Regions from separate parts of the Zea mays genome. Here all the other regions are linked to region 1. The links are chromatin contacts, called in public Hi-C maps. All regions are on one chromosome and are shown on one strand. The core of a region is the stretch at or near the end of the contact, and the rest is flanking DNA. Distances in the headings are between cores, read along the strand shown.

Evidence for each region. A called contact is a pair of places that touch in the nucleus more often than the background predicts.
Region 2: a Hi-C map of ear shows a contact between it and region 1, with 2.3 times the contacts expected there. The contact joins the promoter of LOC109945802 here to the promoter of LOC103653668 in region 1. A contact is called at or near these places in 6 of 25 Hi-C or Micro-C datasets (bundle sheath, ear, endosperm and 2 more) and 1 of 3 datasets of contacts at active chromatin or transcription factors (seedling).
Region 3: a contact with region 1 is called in a Hi-C map of ear, with 2.8 times the contacts expected there. The contact joins the promoter of LOC100283870 here to the promoter of LOC103653668 in region 1. A contact is called at or near these places in 2 of 25 Hi-C or Micro-C datasets (ear and tassel).

What each region holds. Positions count from the first base shown.
Region 1 is chr4:129,801,665-129,805,903 of Zm-B73-REFERENCE-NAM-5.0, reverse strand. LOC103653668 reads right to left here and starts at 1,470. Exons shown (of 2, transcript XM_008680501.4): 1 at 1,246-1,470.
Region 2 is chr4:129,514,488-129,518,655 of Zm-B73-REFERENCE-NAM-5.0, reverse strand. It overlaps LOC109945802, which reads right to left and starts at 2,285. Exons shown (of 2, transcript XM_020552160.1): 1 at 2,183-2,285. The coding sequence starts at 2,285. It overlaps LOC542670 (somatic embryogenesis receptor-like kinase 3), which reads left to right and starts at 2,178. Exons shown (of 11, transcript NM_001319769.1): 1 at 2,178-2,412; 2 at 3,116-3,248; 3 at 3,335-3,406. The coding sequence starts at 2,328.
Region 3 is chr4:129,439,386-129,443,979 of Zm-B73-REFERENCE-NAM-5.0, reverse strand. It overlaps LOC100283870 (phosphopantothenate--cysteine ligase), which reads left to right and starts at 2,343. Exons shown (of 9, transcript NM_001156768.2): 1 at 2,343-2,544; 2 at 2,684-2,807; 3 at 3,141-3,185; 4 at 3,344-3,429; 5 at 3,544-3,596; 6 at 3,672-3,731; 7 at 3,812-3,913; 8 at 4,023-4,142; 9 at 4,238-4,594. The coding sequence starts at 2,427. The coding sequence ends at 4,528.

The DNA.
Region 1 (4,239 bases), core at 221-2,720:
GGCTATCAATCCTTAGATAGGTTGGTTGTGGCGCTATGCAAACAATTTTGAGAAAACGATATGGGATGGATGTCAAGTAACTTAATGCGTGATTATTCAAGAATCACTCAGTGATGACGCCGGCCCGTACAGACCTTACAGAAGTACTGTACATAGTTTAGGCTGGTTCAGGTCATACGTATGCCTACGAACAGCTGGGTCAGAGCTCATACCTTTGAGCAAATTTTCTAAGACAATAGGAAGAGCGATTCAGTTGACTCGACGATACAGCTGACTCCAATAGCCGCGCAAAATAACACCAGGGCCATGAGAATCGGTTCACTTGAGCCAAAACTTGTTGGCATCCCCGAAAACTATGAAATCGTCTTACATGGGGATGCTTGTACAGATCATGCAAAAAAATATGCTGATTGCAGGACCAAAAAAAAGAAGAATCATGTTAAATTTCAATGTCTCAAAAGAAAAATCTAGAGTAGAGTAGTATTCTACGTAGCACTTGTTCCCCCTAAAAATCTTTGGAAGTGTGAAAAAAAAATATGAAGCAGCCTATTTGGAAACAGGAGCAGAGCACTGAATTGGGCTACCTACCGACACATGCCATGGACAAAGTTTACTAGTTAAAATATGCATGCTGACGCTTGCAGGAAATGGAGAAGGTATAAAGATTCTTCTCTTTGGTTTTGAAAAAAAAAAGAGGTAGTGATGATTTAGGTTTCAGAAGAATCTTTATGCCTCAGATCATTGTCTCGCACACCTTCGTCGGAGACGCAGAGAGAGATTCCAGTGGCCAAAACCTGGTCTGAGAGAAAACGCGAACAGTATCAGGAGAGCAGACCAAAACCCGATCGAAGAGCAGTCGAGAGCTCCAGCAGGACGGGCCTCAGACCCCACTGAATTCATGCAGCATTCGGTGACCAGCAACATGAGCCGTGGGTGGTACACAACAAACAGGAAAGGACAGGAGTACAGATCTGAGTGAACCGAACAGCAACTGCTTAGCCGAGGGCATCAATGGCAGAAACCTCAAAACCCTCGAATCAGCAGTCGGAATCAACAACACGCCCTCAAAACCCAGCGTACATGCATGCCTATAGCCTAATAATAATACGTAGCTGCACAGCGAAACGAGCAAAACAAGAGAAGAATTGCCGCCATGGGATGGGGCCATGGCAGAGAGCATACGACGCTGAGAGGAATCTTGGCAACGAAACAGAGGCGGAGAAGAAAACAGAGGAAGGAAATCACCTTGCATCCCAGCTGAAGAGAATTACACGAGCGCAGAGAAGGAGAGAGAGAGAAGAGAGGAGGGAGGGAGATTTTATTATGGAGAGGCAGAAGAGGGTGGTCTGGCGGGGCGTCGGGCTGACGGTGACGGAGTAGCACTGGGGCTGTGGTGCGGGGAGGGGGCCTCGTGCAAGCGCCCGCGACGTCACATGATGGCGCGCCTTTCCCACGCGCAACCGCGCAGCGGCAGCTCACCTGGCTCCAGCGACCAGCCGGCGCGTCTCTACTGAGCGACGACGCAGACGGGGCTGCTCTGCTCGCGCTTGGCGTGTGTGGCACTGTGGCTTCGTTTATTTGCCGCGTTTTTGTTTCGAGGGAATTACTCAAGCTCGCAGTAGCTCAGCTCGGTTTGGCCTGGCTCGACGCATAGAACGAGTTTGAGCTGAGTCTGTTTTTGTGGCTCGTGAAAAGAGCGAGCGAGTTGGGCTCGGCTCGAGCTGGCTTGTGACTCAACCCAACAACAATTTATTATATATAATCCTAATTAGCATATAATATTAGTACTGAATAGATAATTAATTCATGTTATTTGATATTACTATACAAAATTAATCTATTTTCAATATTATATTAGTAATATATCGATTTTACTAATTTAAAATATGTTATTTAAAATATTTTTAAGATTTTAGATTATAATTTAGAGAACTTTATGGCTAGGCTCGTTGGTTCGATGAGCCGACTCGCGAGCTAATAGCGAGCTGAGCTGAGCTGAACCGCTTTTTCAAACTCATCAGATGAGCGAGCTAAGCTCGACTCGGCTCATTTCCACCTCTACATGGTGACCTCTTCTCAGGGTGCAGCTCCGCTTTTATCGTATATGTCTTTTTAAACAAATAGATAGTTTGTCTATATTCTGTTACCGGATGGTAACTTATCTTGCAAAATGACATTTATACCTTTGCACTACTATTCATTTTTTTATCATCCGTTCGTAAATTTACCCTCACTTTAATATATATTAAAATTTGAAATATAATTATAAAATAAATCTAACTATACATCTTTAAAATCAATATTTAAACTTGGAATATAAAAATGAATTTGGCATTTAATTTTGATAAATTTGACAATGTTGCATTTATAATGTTTAAAATACACTATAAGGGTTAGAATATTTTCAAAATAAAAAAATAAAATATTGTTGGTTTTCTCAAAATTTAATATCAAATCTAATTTACTTTTATCAATTTATAAATATTTTTAAATTCAAATATTAAATTGTTTTTTTAGAAATTTTATGCTTAGATTTTGTACCCCAATTACATTTCAAAAATTCGTTTTAAAGTAGGGGCAAATTTACAAATAATTGTTACAAGAGTATGACCGTCTTTTGTGGATTGAGTTACATTGTTAAATACAAATAGGGACAAACTAACTATTTATTTAAAAAAAGAAGAAACATACATGCAAACTTTACAAATTAGTGGTAAAAACATAGTCGCATCTACGACCAAGGACAACCGTACAACAACCCATTAGTGCATTGCAACAACAACCAATGTATAATAAATTTTCTCGTCTAAAATTATAAAATTACAATTCTTTATATATATAACATTAATATATCAAATTTTAACTTCTAATTTATTCTAGGGTGAAAGATATAAAAATAAAATCTAATGTAAAGAATAAAAATGATAGATTTTATATATCTCCTAATATAGAATAAACTAGAATTCAAAATTTCAATATATTAATAAAATTATAGAGTATAACTATAAAGTTTAACATTTTTATTAATAGTTCGATTATGTAACGATTGCATGGATTGCCTCACCAATGTCTACTTTTGTGAAATTGCCACCACACATGGTAGGTTTTGGAGTTAAGCTCTCACAGTGTGACCTCTAGACCATTTGATCTCGGTTTGACACCTTCGAGTAATTGACTAGAGAACTTCCATTAGTGTTAGATAGGTCGGTCCAATGAGCAGTTATTGGACCATATATATGCTCCTACTGTACACTCTAAAGGTTATGTCTAACATAGTGAGCTCACTGTGACCATTGTGTCTTATTTGGCTGAGGCTAATGGTTAGACACTCAGTTGTGAGATTGTTCGATGACTACAAATTTTGCTAGAGTTAATGTAACAACTACTTGATATGTTGAAGTGTACAAATAGAACCCTAACTTGTCCACTCTAACTCTATTGCCCTTTTGATCAGTTGAAGAAACCCTTTGGGGAGTGAGAATGATCCTATCTCTGGTGAGGATCATAAGAGTTGATAATCACATAATTAGTGGCCTCATTGGTGCATTGAGAGTAACTAGTGTGCATCCACTATTATCATTATCCTTGTCTAAGTCAAGCGAGAGTTCTTTATTGTTCTTTATTATTACTCTTGGTGGTCGGCATCACTTAAATGATTTAGTGGCGATTAGGAGTTTGGTGATCACCTAGAGAGCTTATGGGTGACCCAACTCAGGGTGTACTTGGTTGTGGATGGTTCACGATGCTCACATGGCAAAGAACCATCTCATATAGAGTATTTGGTTCTTGCACGATCAAGGGGGGCAATACCCCCCCCTTGATGAGGACTAGTGGATGGTTCACGATGCTCACTAGTGCTCTGATGAGGACTAGTGGGGAGTGTTCTTTAATATCTAGGAAAATATTGAGGTCTTTTTAATTTTCACTTTACTTTGAGCTTTTACTTTTGAGAAATTACATTTAAGTATTTACCTTGCTAGTGTCGTGCTAGTACAGGACTAGAACCTAGGATGAACCGTTGATCATTGAAACACTTCCTAGGCACATGGGGTGAAGTGGGTTAATTAATAGGTTTTATTTAATTATAGAGAACTCCAATTCGCTCCCCCTTAGGAATCTTGATCCTTTCACTCCCATAGATTTTAAGAGCACCTCTATTGAGACTCAGCCGACCAACCTAGTTCTTGAGTCTTCTCCTTAAACCTAGCTCACATCTTATTTTGTACCAGAGATAGCAGG
Region 2 (4,168 bases), core at 1,036-3,535, 290 kb after region 1:
TATTGTTCATCTATTTATAGGCACGGGATATATCCCGAGCAAAAGTACATTTATGTCCTTAATGTTTACACATGATCGTAATACAAATTATAAAGGACTAAGTAGTATTTTCCTCCTTTGGCCATTATCAACATTTCTTTGTTTCATTGTGAGCCGAAGACCTTCCGTCTGCTGATAGCTTCGACATTTACCCTTGTCTCCTTTGAGTCTATCTTCATCCTGTGTGTCCTTCGTCATAAGAAAAAGGCTTATCTCTTGGAGACGAAGCTTCCTGTAATAGTTCATGCTAAAGACAAATAGTTAATTATATTTTTGAGGACCTTCGGAAGGAGGAGGCCCCCAACAGCTATTATCAATGTTATTTGAGCCTTTAGAACACTTATTATTGAGGAGAATCAGTGGCTAGAATGACCACTTATGCTATAATATGTCACTTAAGAATATGAGGTTTTAGTTTGTGCATTAATGCACATTTGGCTCATCCTGATTTTCTTAAATATGGGTTAACTCGGAAAAAACCAGATCCCATAAAAACGAACGGAATAGACCCTCATGTTTCCATATTTTGCCACAAATACACAAATAGATAGAGCAAATATGGAAAATGGTAGGGTCAGGACAAGATTTTTCGGTCCATTTTCAACCTAGCACGCGCATGCAGTGGGAGTTGCAGTGTAGCTATACGAAGCAACATCGTCACTCCAAAATGGCTAGGGATAGATTCAGATGTCTGGAGATTCGAATTATCCGTATTCATATTTGCTTGAAATGCTAATAAGGATATTTGTATTCGTATTCGATTTTAATATGGATATTAAATGGATGTATCCGAATTCGATTTCTAGTTTTTTTGTCAATCCGAATCTAGATTTGTATTCGACAAAACCGTGGAATATTCTATACTATCCATATTCAAGAAGGAAAAAGTATTCCATGAAACCATTAAAAAATATTTTTATTCCAAACTACAAATTACAAATGATTTTATTTTTCATAATATGCTAGAAAAATTATGTACACCATTTAAAGTATTAAAAATATTTATATGATAAATAAATAATTATAGTAATGTTATATTACTAGTGACATAAAATGATAAAATTAATTAATATTAAAAAATTAATTCTAAATACATTACATTATTGGGATTTTTTGAGTCCAAAATACAAATATACCTAGTATAAAAAAATATTTAGAATCCAAAATATCTAATCAACTACAACTCTTCACTTTACAATATATAGATTGATTTGTTCATTATTTTTATTTAAATTTTGGTGCACACATTCATATACTTCATTCATTTTGGAATGACATATTTAAATTTCTTAACATTTTTACTATTTTATAACAATTAAATGAATTACTAGATATCTATTTATTGAAATTGTAAAATAATATGTAAATGTGGTACATATATTTATAAACATGACATAAATTTTTATTGTTAAATACTATATTTTTATTAATGAATATGCTAATAAGGTATCTATTGCTATGATTATAATTTACTTGTAACATGATTTTTTTGTCACCTATAACAAATTAATAATCATTATAATATTATGTTCTAAGTCATGTGAGTATACGAATTCGAACTATTCATTTTATATTTTATTTGATAATATTCGTATTTATATCTATATTTAAATTAAAATATGATAAATAGTGACCATTCAAATTCATATTCGTGCATATCCAATTCGAATCATCTCTAATAATAACGAGACCGGCGTACCGAGGACCGTGTCCACGTGATTCCTGGCCCCGGTCACCTCGCCATGTCAGCAGATGCCCGCCCCGGTGGGGCCCGCGCCTCCCCCTCCCTCCTCTCCGTCCACTAGCCACTAGCTCCATCAAAGTCACCCACCCCACTCCCCGGAAGCACGCCGACCATCACCCGCGCCTGCACCTTCCGTCACAACCACTCTCTCGCTTCCAGGCGGGCCCAGGGTTTCTCTGGTCCCGCACGTCTGTCACCTGCTGTGGAGGTCACCGCGGTGGAGCGCCCCCTTCTTCCGTGAGCGTAGGCGATGGTCCCACCGCGTAGTAGAAAAACAATTTAGGTCGGGACATGCACACATACACACGCGCACAGCCGCACTCGGTTCCAGCTACAGAGAATTCGTCCAGGAAAGTAAAAAAACTCCCCCATTCGCGAGGGACAGGAGGGAGGAGTCACCGCGTGAGCTCAGGAGGAAGAGGGAGAAGGAGAGGCCGCCGGCGGCGGCGCGGCAGACCGGGAACCGCCGTGTAGCACTGGGGTGGTGGACCCGCGCGCCCATGCGTCGGTGAGGTGGTGGGGCCCGCTTGGCGCTCGAGTTGGAATGGCGGCGGCAGGGAGGTGGTGGGCGGTGGTCCTTGCGGTCGCGGTGCTGCTCTGGCCGGGCCGGGTCGTCGCCAACACCGAGGGTGAGTCCTCCTGCTTCATCTCATACGCACTAGTAATGGTTTGGATTTATCCCAAGTTTCGTTGGATTTCGTGGAAAGCGTAGAATTTTTGTCCTGTGAAGTTTCTTTCGTTATGCCATGAACTTCTCTCGTTTGGGCGTTCAGTCTTCAGTACATCTTTGAGTCTACTTCCGGTAGCGAGGCAAGAGAGACCACCAAGCATAGCCTAGTTCGTTTGTAAATGGAAATTATGGTAATATCGTCCTCCAGAACTAAGGAGTTCAATTGGATTGCTAATGTTGACTTTGAAGTGGGATTGTCTGACCGGTTCTTTCTGCTGGTGACAGAAACACTTTTTGCTAGTTCTGCGGTTGGGATGTTATTGATCATCTGTCTCCAGAGATGGAAATTGAAAAGTATAGTTTTGTAGGATGTGTCCCCATGGTCTACCATGAATAGAAGAACATCGGATACTGTAGTACTAATAACAATGGATAAGGGCATAAGGCCAACTGTAATAACTACTAATCTCTGTGATTTGTGAACTTCCCCTTTTCTTATCTTTTCTGTTTTGGAAATTTCAATCGCATTGCTTTTGCCTAGGCAGCATACTTTTTTTCTACAGATTTTGCATACAAGCTCATCACCTGTAGAATTTCTTATATGTTTGTTCATCTTAACTGGAAATATACTTGCTGCTGATCATGCTACCTTTTGTCCACAGGCGATGCTCTATACAGCCTGCGGCAGAGCTTGATAGATACGAACAATGTCTTGCAGAGTTGGGATTCCACTCTTGTTAATCCATGTACATGGTTTCACGTTACGTGTAACAGCGATAACAGTGTTATCAGAGTGTAAGTCGATGAAAAAGCTCTCATATATTCATTTCAAAGTGTTAGTGATGTTCTCCTTCTGGTTCTAAATGTCCCCACTTTCACAGTGACCTTGGAAATGCACAATTATCTGGCGTCCTAGTGCCACAGCTTGGTCAGCTGAAAAATCTCCAATATTTGTAAGTTCTGCATGTTTTGTTTTTTCTAACTGTTTCAAGATGTGGATTTTCTGTCTCTTGTACGCAGCGTCAGAAAAAAGGGAGTACCCACTGCCGTAGGCTTCCCGCACTGTGCGGGGTCTGGGGAAGCGTCAGAATTTTCAAAAAAATGGTCCAGTAACCACTTCTCAAAAAAAAAAAAAACTTAATCCTAAAGCAGTCTTAATTAACTGATTTGTTTTAAATTACATCCTAAGCCTGGCCCACACCATCGCAATCCAATTCCTCACATTCTCTTATTTGTGGGGGCATGGTGGCTTGATCTGTGGATCAGACATGGCTGATAAGCATGTTGATTCAATTTGGAACTGGAGCACTGAAAATTGTTGGCTTGGGAGGACAGCTTGTCGGCATCTTTACAACACCAGCAGATGGCACTCAATGGCGGACAAAATGCTTGTTTGATTCTTGGACTTCCTTTTACTTGGCCACCCAGTGCTCATTTGAGATAGTGTTTCCAAAACTATTAGCTTATTCCGATCTACCTTAGTGACATTAGAATGTGTGCACTAGAAGCTCTGCCACCAGCACACCTCTGCACTCACCAAACAAAAGTGGTAATCTTTTTTCTTTTCGTGTGTGTGTGTTGTTTGTTGGGGGGGGGGGGGGGGGGCACAATGGGTTAGGCTACCTCCAACCATCCTCCCTCCCAAATCCCCCTATTCGTACGTTCTATTCATATTTAAATACCTACCCCTCAACCATTCTTCCCCCATTCATATT
Region 3 (4,594 bases), core at 1,094-3,593, 360 kb after region 1:
GTTGCTCATCCCTCCCTTGCTTCGTGCTTCTTTGTGAACATCTTAGTAAGGGCGAAAGACTCCAAGTTGTGGAGATTCCTCGCAAGCGGGATATAGAAAAGCAAAGCAAAACACCGTGGTATTCAAGTGGGTCTTTGGACCGCTTGAAAGGGGTTGATTGCAACCCTCGTCCGTTGGGACGCCACAACGTGGAGTAGGCAAGTGTTGGACTTGGCCGAACCACGGGATAAACCACTGTGTCATCTCTGTGTTGATCTCTTTGTGGTTATCGTGTTGTGCAAGTTCTCCTCTTTAGCCACTTGGCTTATTCGTGCTAACTCCTAATCAAGTTTTGCGGATCAAGTTTCAAGTTTTTACAGGATCACCTATTCACCCCCTCTAGGTGCTCTCAAAAACCTGTTTAATGTTTCTAAAAATAATTTTTACTAGCGGATTTATTACGTCAACCGCGAGTGGAAATCGATTTCCACTGACAGTCCTCAATTACCCGCCTGTAAAAATGATGATTTTTACTGGCCCTAGTACCAACGGTTATAAGAAACGCCAGTAAAAATAGGTTATAACCGTTACTATAGAGCTACTTTGTACTCGTGTAAGTTAAGGGTCCAAACGTTAAGATTTGCCTAGAACCCTTCGAATCATGATCCGATGATGTCCACAGGTATCGTCTGTGATCATATTAGACTCTTTCTAGCAATAAAGTGTAAACGGTCCTGAACTTTAAATTTAGCGTCCACTGCCATTCTTTACTCGTCCAGCAACGACCGTTATATTGCGTCCTCTAATAAAATTTGCTGTTCGCCTTCTACACACGAGAGCTGTGTTCCAAACAGTATATAAAAGGCAGCGGCGGACCGGTGGTTTTAGCGGCTCAGGACAAATTTAAAATAGAGGCTCATCAATTTATTGTTATATAAAAATGGTACCAATATATAAACTCAAGACACATCTAAAAATATTCATACCAAGAAACAAATAAATAAAAAGATACATATTATAGTATTATCTTAAAAGTTATTTTAACATGTTTAAATAAGACCGGGTTGTGAACGTTTTGTGGCTGCTAATTATTCGACATTTCATTATTAAATTATTGTGTCTGATAGTCTAATTACTGAATGTATAGCTAGGTTCGGGGCCCTATATAATTGGGGGCCCGGGGCGGCGGCCCCTCCGCCCCACTCTCAGGGCCGCCACTGATAAAAGGTAGTGATGAGATGTATTTAAATATTTCTCATGCATGCAGTAGCGAAAAGGTTAAAATCAAAGTAGATTATGGTATCTAGCAGCAGGACAGAGAGAGTTAAATTTAGGGAACGTTGTTGAAGATGAAAACGATGTAGTGGATAAATTTTTTTATAAAGTGTTGTAGAGGACGACGAATATTTCTTTAGGTGATAAAATTTAGAAAATGTTGCTGAAGATAGTCTTGGTACTATCACTACGACCCAGACCCTGTCTTGTGTTTGGACTTTGGATCATACCTTTTCGGACTATACTCATAGCGGCTCATGGAGCGCTGGTGCCATGTCTCGCATTCGCATCCCAGCAGGACACGAATCCATGCACACGCAAGTAGCATAGATAATGGGCGCCGATAGGCCATTACCATTTACGGGCCATGCGCGCACGAGGCAGCGCCGCGCCTGACCACAGGACCAGGACGTAGTACGTGCGTACGTTGTTCTCCTCCACCTGGACGACGATCGTGATTCCCGGCTGTTCCGATCCAGTAACGACACCCAGCTCGGTCGATCGCTCGTGGACCTGCCCAACAAGCGTGTGTGCCAGTACGCCACCGCGTTTGCACTAATCAATGTGCTACACCTAATAAGCCAGGAATGATGGATGCGTGTGTTATTATTGGCTGCCTGTTCTGTCGTTCTTTGTGCTCAACCAGAAACGCAGGCTCTTGAATCTAGCTTGATGCAGTGTCACAAAGGTGCGTCGCCTAAATAGGTCCGGCCCCTGCCTAAGGAAAAAAAAACTCCCCCAGCGAGCAAATGGCATGCACGGTTCGGTGGTACCGGTCTCGCCAAATCTATCGAAGACGACGACATGGATCACGCACGCACGCAAGCAGCAGGGGCTATCCCCACCCCTCTTAGCTACCATGAGTTAATGCTGAGTTAATAGTGGTTGCAGGGTTCCAGGGTCGAGCGGCATTCAAGGCACGCACCGTACGCAGTGCCAAGCACGGCTGTCAAGCTGTGTTGTGTGTGTGTTTTTTCCAAATGCGCTCATCTCCTGATTTTACTCGTGTCTTTTTCTTTACAGCAAACCGCCAACTACGTTGGTAGTTTCCACTCCTTTAAATACTCTCCTCTTCCTCTCGTCGCTCCATCCATCGTCAAACCGCCCGCGGTCCAAAATCCAAACCCTGCGAGTGTATAGAAGAAGAACCCCCCACCCCATCGCAACCCGCAATGGTCGCGGCGGAAGATCCGGAACACTTCTTCGCCGCCTCGCCGCCGCTGCGCGACGCTGCCGTTGTCGCCGCCAGCCTGCAGGAGTTCGTCGCGCGCAATTCGCACGCATCATCAGGTAGCCGCGGCGCCGCCCTGCATGGGGGACAACGCGCGGACCGCGCGTGGGCCATTTCGTCGAACGAGCCCTTGACCGCGCGCTCTAGCTTAACCCGTGCGGCCTTTTTTGTTTTTTGTTTTTTGCGATGTGCGCGCAGACGGCGTCGGGCGGCGGCGCATCGTCTGCGTCACGTCGGGCGGGACCACGGTGCCGCTGGAGCAGCGATGCGTGCGCTACATCGACAACTTCAGCTCCGGCCACCGCGGCGCCGCGTCCACCGAGTAAGTTTCCTCCTCTCTTGCGCTCCGCCCCTCTTCGGATGCTCTCTCGTGCGCCGTGGTGATGACTGCCTTTCCCATACTCTGTTCTATATAACCCATGCCTTTTTTAGTTTTTTTTTCTCTTCAATATAATCCTTGAGAGATGATGCTTTACATAAGGTTATACTGGCCTGAACATATATGATGGTGTGCCATGCCATGTGATACCTCGTTAGTTTTGATATCTGTCTCATAAATGCACTGGAAGTATACATAGTCTCTGTCCAGTACAAGTTTGATGAACAGTAAGTACTGTCAAGTACTCATTCCCGTTTTTAATTTCTGCTGACACAGGTATTTCTTAAAGGCTGGCTATGCGGTCATTTTCGTCCATCGGCGGTAATCCACAAAGCTACATCAGCTGCTTCGTTGCAAAAACAATCCCACAACTTTTACTTCTCGTCTTTCAGCTTTATCAACTGTTCAGTATCCACATAATGCAAAAAAAAAGAAGAAAGATTCTTCACATAAATCCCATTATGCTTGCATGAACGCAGAGGGAGTTGCCAGCCTTTCTCCAGGTTCCTGCCTGATGACTCGTTTCTCCACTTCTTTGATGTCACAACAGATTCGAAGGTTCAAGGTTGGTTGGTAATTAATCTACAGCTTCTAGCTCAGATGAAAAGAAAAGAAAAGAAAAGAACAAATATCGCTTCCTTACTATGTTGATTAAAATATGTTATGCTTGTTTAATCAGTGGCCGAGTCCCAGGCAACGGTGGTAAAGAGAGCAATTGGGGATTATCGCAAGGTATAGCATCTGAACCGGGTACTGGCTGGCATACAGATGTGCCGATGCCCCTTGACTGAGGTGAACTTGTCGCAGGCTACTGAAGGAGGCTCTCTGCTGAAACTCCCATTCACCACGATATTTGAGTATCTTCAGGTCCTGCACATTTGCTTTGTTTCTTTGAGTCGAATGCGAGTAAGGTAGCTTGAACAGCGTCACACGACACTTGATTGCAGTTACTGAAGATGGTTGCTACATCCATGAGCTGTGTGGGTCTCCACGGGATGTTCTATCTCGCTGCAGCTGTGTCTGACTTCTATGTTCCATGGGATAGCATGGTACGAGTTATTACAGTAGTAGGAGATGTGTTGTCAAAAAAATCCAGCATTGTTTTGTCATGCTAGAAGCTAAGTTCCTAACATGATTCATGGGGAAATCATTGTGCAGGCAAAACATAAGATCCAGTCAGCCGGAGGCCCACTGGATATGAAGCTCAGCCAGGTTCCAAAAATGCTCCCCGTTCTGCGCAACCATTGGGCCCCCTTGGCCTTCTGCGTATCCTTCAAGGTGAGTTTGTCTGTAGAATGGGTGAAACCACCACGGCATGGGATTGGGAGAGAAAAACCTTTATCCAACTTGTGTTTTAAATAAATGGCATGCAGCTGGAGACGGATCCAGACATTCTAGTTCAGAAAGCAGAGACGGCTCTGAGCAAGTACAGGATGGACGTTGTTGTGGCCAATCTACTTGCAACGTACAAGGAGGAGGTCGTCATCATCTCGAATGGCAAAAGCAACACCATTCGAAGGTGCAGCAAAGGCGAGGATCTGGAGGAGCATATCATCAAGCTCCTAGAGAAGAGCCACTCCAAGTTTATTTACAGCAGCACGGAAGGGTGCAGTAAGAACGACTACGAAAAGCTTATACCGTTAGGCATCAAAAGTCTGGCTTAAGGGAAACATTGATCGGTTCTGGAGCTCAAATTAATAGGGAAGCCCCATCAGCACTCTTGTAGTGTT